Regions from separate parts of the Gossypium hirsutum genome. Here region 1 is linked to region 2. Evidence: chromatin contacts called from public Hi-C data. All regions are on one chromosome and are shown on one strand. The core of a region is the stretch at or near the end of the contact, and the rest is flanking DNA. Distances in the headings are between cores, read along the strand shown. Region 1 holds the start of LOC107960303 (dihydrolipoyllysine-residue acetyltransferase component 2 of pyruvate dehydrogenase complex, mitochondrial). Region 2 has its middle 9.5 kb from the start of LOC107960308.

Region 1 (3,833 bases), core at 1,180-3,679, 54 kb after region 2:
CACTGTCACCCATCATAATAAAATTTGTCCACCTTAATCAAATTTTTTATTAACTTTCATCACCTCATAATTTATTTATTAATTTTTTACATACTGGTTTGCTTATTTGCTTGCTTAGTTGTTACAATTATTTTCAGATTCTTGTCACTATGTATTTTGGAATTAAAAAATATATTAAATGTAAAAATATGATTTTTTAATAAAAGTTATTTTAAAAATAAAATGTGAAATTGATACCAATATAAAAATTTAACACCAATATTTTATGGCATAATTAATAATTCAATTTTAATATAAATATTCAATATGACTAAACAATTTAATAATATAAATAATATAAAATATGAAATTTAATTTAATAATATAAATAGTAGATATAAATAAAATTATTACTATTTATGTTTAGTGATTTTTTTTGGATAATTTTGATTTTTTTATTTGAGAGTAAAAGTTTAGGGGGAAAATAAAAAGTTTTGGGGAATAAAAGTTTGAGGGAAAATAAATAGGGGAAGTAAAATTTTGGAGGGAAAATATTTTAAAAAAAATTTTGGAGGGGGGAGGGTTTGGGGTAGATGAGAGGTGGGATGGAAAGGGAATAAAAGTTTTGGGGGAAAAGTGGGAGGAAGTAAAAATTTTGGGAGAAAATAAAAGGTTTTAAATGTTTTTGAGAGTAAAATTTTGAGAAAAAGTAAATGGGAGAGTAAAATTTTGGTGGGAAATGGATTTTGGGTAGATTGGGGGTTGGGAGGGGAGTAAAAGTTTTAGGGAGAAAGTGGGAAGGAGTAAAAGTTTTGAGGGAAAAATAAAAATGTTTGGGAGTTTGGGGTAAAAATGTAAAATATTATAGTTTGATATTCGAATTATTCGAATTCAAAAACTCAACTCGATTCGAACTCGAAATTTGATAAAAAAATTTGAGTTGATTCGAATAACTCAATTAACTCGAATAACTCGATTCGTTTAACTCAAAATTTGAATTTTTTTCGATTTTTTTGAGTCGAATCAAGTTTTACCCACCTCTAATGACAAATGATCTAATTCGGTATTTTCTAAGAATCAACTTAGTGAAAATTCATTTTTTTTAAATCATAAAAGAAGTGATCTGTCAAGTTCAAAACTGTAAGAATTGTCTGTTTGTGGTGTGTGTTTAACTGTAATTCGTTTTTTGTTAAAGATATGTGATTTGTATAAAAAAATAAGCACTCAAAATAAATAAATCATCTTTTATAATTCGGTTCACCCAAGTCAATTTAATTAAAAATATATAATATAAAAAATAGTTTTTATTTAACTACAAAATAAGGGTAAATTACACATAAGTCTCTAAACTATTAGTAATTTTAACTAAACTTTAAAATGTTACAAAATGGTCATTGAATTATTTAAAAAATTTTGTTTGAGTAATTAGGCTATAAAAATTGCCATGGTCTTATCCATAAAGGTGTTCAAACAATCGATTCGGTTGTTAACCGAATCAAATTAGTATTAATCGAATTAATCGAACAATACAATCCTTTAATAGTTAATCGAAATTTATATGTTTTTGTTTTTTATTAAAACAAATATAAAACATATAAAAAATACATTGATAATGTTCATTTGTCTTTGAAAGTTAACCAAATTAACCGAAAATTTAAGCCTTAAAACACTACATAATTATTAAGTTTGATTAATTATACGATTTCGAATAGAATTAACTGATAACGAAATTCCAAAAAATCATTGACCGACCTTCGATCAAACTGAGTTCGACCACCGACCGATTAACCGAATTAGATCGGTTCGGTCGGTTAATTCGATTTTAACCGAAATATAAACACACCTACTTCTCCATTCACACCACCAACACCAATTGAAAACTCTTATTTTCCTCTTATTTGAATAGTTTTCTTATCCAATTTCCAATATTGACCATAAGATCAACTTAAATCTAAATTATGTTTGTTTACTCATTAATAAGTACAATTTGTTGAATCGTCACTTGGAACTCGCCAGTTAGGCTTTTAAGAAAAAAAATTTTAACAACCCAATAACTTAAATGAAAACTTTCAAATAATTTAATGATTAATTTGTGAAATTATGAAATTAAGTAACCAAAATATAAACTTACTAATAATTCAATACCCTTTAATTTAATTTACTTAAAAAATTATATTTTTATAAATATAAAAATTTAAATGTAAAACTGGAAAGCAATTGGAATAGATGAATACTATCATAAAAATTTTAATTTAATTTGATGTGAATAATCAATTTAAAAATTAAAAATTATGAAGAAATTAGGTATTTAATTTTTTATGTAACCATAAGATTAATTATATATTTTTTTCTCTCAAAACAAACAGAAAAGCAATTAAAAAATTAGGTGACGTCAGATCCCTCGTGCCGCCAAACCCTAAATCTTCCCACTTTTTTTTTCTTCCTACCTAACCAAATAAAATTTAAAAAGAAAAAAAAAACAAATTTCTATTTTTCTTGCTCTCTCTTCATCAATTTAGAACATAATTTATTTTCCTTCTTTTTTTTTTCCTTTTTTCTTTTCCATTGCTTTGAATAAATTTGCTGTGATCTTAGAAAATCATGGCTTACGCATCTCGTATCATCAATCACTCTAAAAAGGTACCCAATTCACGATTCGTTACTTGTATGTATGGATAATGGATATGTATGGATGACTTTGAATCAGTCCTAGATTCAAATTCGTTTATAGATCATGGTCGAATTATAGCTTTTAATTTATGTTTTTTTTTTAGCTTTGTTATTTGTTCTGAATTTCTGTTATTACAGTTAAGGAATGTTCCTAACTTATTGCGGCATGATCATGCGGTTTTGGTTCGTTGCTTTTCCAATGGAGCACAATCCTCTGTTTGTAAAAGTGAAGGTACATAATGCTATCAAGATGGTTTTCTTACTTGTTTCTCATGTATGTTGGGGTGGAAAACTTAAAAGAATTGAACAGATGAATATTGGGCATGTACCTGTATCTGATACTCACACTTGAGTCCGAGTAGCATAAATATCAAGTTTCTACAATCATTAAGCATGAGAGCTATTTTGTGTTTTATTCAGCCAAGTAGGCAATCAAAAGCCTCCCAGTTAGATGGTTTTATTGAAGGTTTTGTCATACCTTGTAAGGTTTGCTTATATTTCTTGCTAGGTTCACTCGTGCCGACCGGCTGGTTTACTAATTTTTACTTTGAACTTGTAATTGTATTTAGTGAGAGGTAATAGTTTGTCAGTTTTCTGAAAGCGTAATGGAGTGGATAAAATTTTGGTTATGCAGCTGCAGAAAGAGAGAGGGTATCCAAGTTTGTTGCATGTTACCATGTAAGTGCCTCCTCTTTTTATCATTGGTGGAGCAATAATTACTGTAGCATTTTTGTTGCATATTTTCCTTTTTCTTTGCTGCAGACTATGCTCTGCTTGTGTATTACATTCTTGATTGAATTCAAGACTTGGTTTGCCAATACTAACTGTTCCACATCTTGTTATGCAGGTATCATCTGGTTTACCTAGGAACAATTGTTCTAGGACAACAATGAGATTGGGAATTCCAACAGGTGGTGTGGCATACAGCAGAGAGCTCACATGGTATTCATTCCAGCATTTTTTGTGATCTTATTGGAAAGTTTTACTATTTCCTAGTAATGGCTTTAAAATCATTTCAAGCATCTAAACATTTTCCCTGTATCCATTATCAGTTCTCAGGTACAGTCAAGGAGAGGATTTGCATCAGATGCAGGTATAGATTATTGCTACAAATGTCATAGGTTGTACTGGTATCTTCTACTTTGTATTCTCTAAAGGAGCCTATTTTTTAAATTGTTAAAAGT
Region 2 (3,350 bases), core at 835-3,334:
CTCTATTTAGCCGCCACCACATTCTGAATATTTGCAACTTGAGAAAACTAGATATTAAATGTTGTGGGATTTTTCTGAGATTCTCCGTATAACTCAAGTCCAACATTTTTAGCTTTGTCAACGATTTCAACTCTATTGGCAACTCTGATATGCTAGTATAAGATAGATCAAGACATTCCAGTGAAATCAATTCTGAAATTCCCTTAGGCAATGCTCGTAATCCTCCATTTCTTGACAAATCCAAAACAGTTAAATGAGGTATAAATTGGAAGAAACCATCGCTGATCACTTTCAATTTATTTTGGCTAAGAAACAAGGTTCGAAGGCTAGGGCATTTGGGTGTTTTGTTGAGAACTTCAATCTTATTTTCCATCACAGACATTCTTTTTACATTTTCCCATGCCTTAACATCTGGTTCTTGAAACAATTGAGCCCCTGCTTTTACAAAAAAATTATTCTCTGTTGCTTCGAACTCGCGTGTAATCCATAAAGTCATGTCACGGATCACATCATGCATCTTCACACAATCTTCTCCATCTATTTCACCATCATTTTCCAATAAACAAGCACTGATAAGAGAGCAGATGATGTTGTCTCCTTGCATTTGAGCTTCACTAATTCTATCAAATTCGTTCAGTATCCCTTCACAAAACCAATACTCTACTAATCTCCTTTTGGGAATACAATAACCTTCGGGATGCAAACAACAATATAGGAGGCAACATTTCATTGTGGCATTAGGCAAATTATCATAACTGAATTTTAAAAGCGGAAATACCTCATTTTCTAATTTTGGCAATGCACATCGCTTCAACATCTCAATTGCATATTTCCATTCCCCAAGTGTTTTCTTGCAAGCCATGGCACGACCGATTGTAATTAGTGCAAGAGGCAGTCCACCGCACCTTTCAGCTACTTGTTTAGCTAGATTTAGAATATCTGGATGGCTGTTGAGAGTTTCATCTCCAACCTTGGATCGAAACAATTCCCAAGCCTTTTCCGTTTCCAGGCACTCCACTTTGATTTTCTTTTGAGCTTCCATTTCACCACATACCTCCAAAGACCTAGTAGTAAAAATAAGTTTGGAACCATTCTCTTGGCTTGGTTTTGGTATCCCAACTTAGTTCAAATCCACCCTCTCCCATAAATCAGCCAATAATACAACAAATTTCTTGTCGCCCAACACCCCATAGATATCTGTAGTTTTCCGGTCAACACTTTTATTCTTCCATGAGTCATCTGAAAACCCAAGATTTCCACCAATCCTATCTTGAATCTTTCCAACATCGGACTCTTTAGACACCAATGCCCAGATAACAACTTCAAAATCATTCGGTGTGGTGCTGAACTTGTTGTTGAGTTTGGTCAAGAGAGTTGTCTTGCCAACGCCCCCCAAGCCATAGAGGCCAATGATCCCCACATCTTTGTCCACGATGCAGCTCCATACCTTTTGGATTGTGGATTCTAGAGCAACTGGCTGCTCTACAGGTCTAACTACCACTGAAGCTGCGGGCTGATTCTCCGCTACTTTCTCAAAAACTCCTTTACTCTTATGATCACTTATTTCTTGAAGCATTTCGGCCACCTTTTTACCAAACTTGTCGCTAGACAAATAATTCATGGAAGCACAGCCGCCGGGACACAAGTTATTCATTTCTTGAGGGCCATCTGCAATCAACTTTTCCGCCTCTGTTGTCATAGTTTCTGTTTTTGAAAGCCATAGCTGTACTTGCTCAAATGGCTTCAATAGTCGTTGTTCTGCAAGATCAACCTGCCGTAGCAGGTCGTTCCTTTGTGCCCTCAGTTCTTGAAGAGCAGCAGATAAAGTTGGAAGGGTTTGTTGAAGCTTGCACACGTAATTAGCATGTCCAGCAATGGAATCCAAGCCACGAAGGATGAAATTCTCTAAACCAATTTGGATTGAGCAGAAATTGCCCATGATTCTGGTGAATGAAAGATGAAACAAAGGAAACTGAATGAGATGTGGATGCAAAGTGAACAGTTATGAAGAGGATGCACATGAAATAAAGCTAAAGAAGATGGGGTTTCAACCATTAGAGCTTTGATTATGAATAGTAAAGATAAAGCAAGCAGATTCACAGAGTCTATTATGGTTAGGTTAATTGGTCTGTTAAGGTGACGTATGTGCTTACCTTATATCAATTGATATAAAATATAACCATAAATGTGAACAATCTTTTGAAACATTAAAATAAATATTTTTAGTAATATTTATCACATTTTTAAGTGAAAATTCTAATTTTGTTTTCACAAATTTTACTTGAATAAATTTATTTGATAATAAAATTCTTTTTTCTAATTTTCATTGAATTACTTTTATGTTTGAAGCTACAATTTCATTAATGGGAAAATTTAAAATATATTAATAATTTTACCCTCCACCTCATTTTAAAAATCACCCTAAAATGGGTGAAGAAATTAACATTTGTTAACTTTACTAACGTGGCATACATGTGAATTGTCACATAGATGACACATCAACATTTAATTAATTTTTTAAAATAAAAAATATTTTATAAATTTTATAATAATTTTAATGATTTTTAATTTTTAAAAATAGTTTTTATATTTTTTAATTTTTTAATTTTAAAAAATTAATTAAATGTTGATTGTTAAAACTAAACTTCAATGTGGAAAATCTCAAATAGAAAAATGACGCAATATGACAAGACGCCAAGGTGTATATGAAGTCATTATTTTAATGTTCTATTCGTCCCCACCTATATTCGGTGTGCAAATAAGTTTCAAGCAAATGAACCTCGAGCATACAATGAATCTTGGTAACTATTTGAGTTTTGCACTGACGAAAATAGTCCACTAAGCACTGAGCAGAGTATAATAAGAAAATCAATTTCTGTAAAGAATTTCTACAATAATTCTTTATAGAACAATCTAAAAATAGTAGAAGATGGAGGGATGATATAAAGAATTTTTGAGAATTTTTTGGTATGTTTTCCAAATAAATCTCATCCCTATTTATAGAAATTCTCATATATCTTCACAGAAACATAACTTTCAATATGTGTCTTTTTTTGAATAATCACATCTTTAAAAGAGATATAATTATTCAATTAATATCTCTTAAATAAACATAACTATTCAAGTAATATTGCTTGAATAATTGTAAATCTTTGTCAAAAATCAAGTGATATAACTCTTGATCAATAACCAAAAGATATAACTTTTGATTAATTGCGACCTTTCATTTATAGTTATTAGAACACTATAAATATTTGAAAATGTTCCAACAGATGTGTCAGCCACGTGTATGCAATGTTAGTAAAGTTTAAAAATATTAACTTTTTCATTCATTTTAGGGTGATTTGACA

The links. A called contact is a pair of places that touch in the nucleus more often than the background predicts.
Region 1: a Hi-C map of leaf shows a contact between it and region 2, with 2.2 times the contacts expected there. The contact joins the promoter of LOC107960303 here to the enhancer-like site in region 2. A contact is called at or near these places in 7 of 34 Hi-C or Micro-C datasets (anther, hypocotyl, leaf and 1 more).

Annotation. Positions count from the first base shown.
Region 1 is chrD06:65,021,530-65,025,362 of Gossypium_hirsutum_v2.1, forward strand. It overlaps LOC107960303 (dihydrolipoyllysine-residue acetyltransferase component 2 of pyruvate dehydrogenase complex, mitochondrial), which reads left to right and starts at 2,430. Exons shown (of 19, transcript XM_016896622.2): 1 at 2,430-2,619; 2 at 2,788-2,881; 3 at 3,284-3,327; 4 at 3,497-3,591; 5 at 3,702-3,742. The coding sequence starts at 2,581.
Region 2 is chrD06:64,967,802-64,971,151 of Gossypium_hirsutum_v2.1, forward strand. It overlaps the pseudogene LOC107960307. Among protein-coding and RNA genes, the nearest start is that of LOC107960308, 9.5 kb to the left of the region's middle. Within about 2 kb of position 2,085, at least 7 of the 9 cell types and tissues checked have an H3K27ac peak or open chromatin away from gene starts, as enhancers often do. A contact at or near this core is called in leaf, where this site is marked.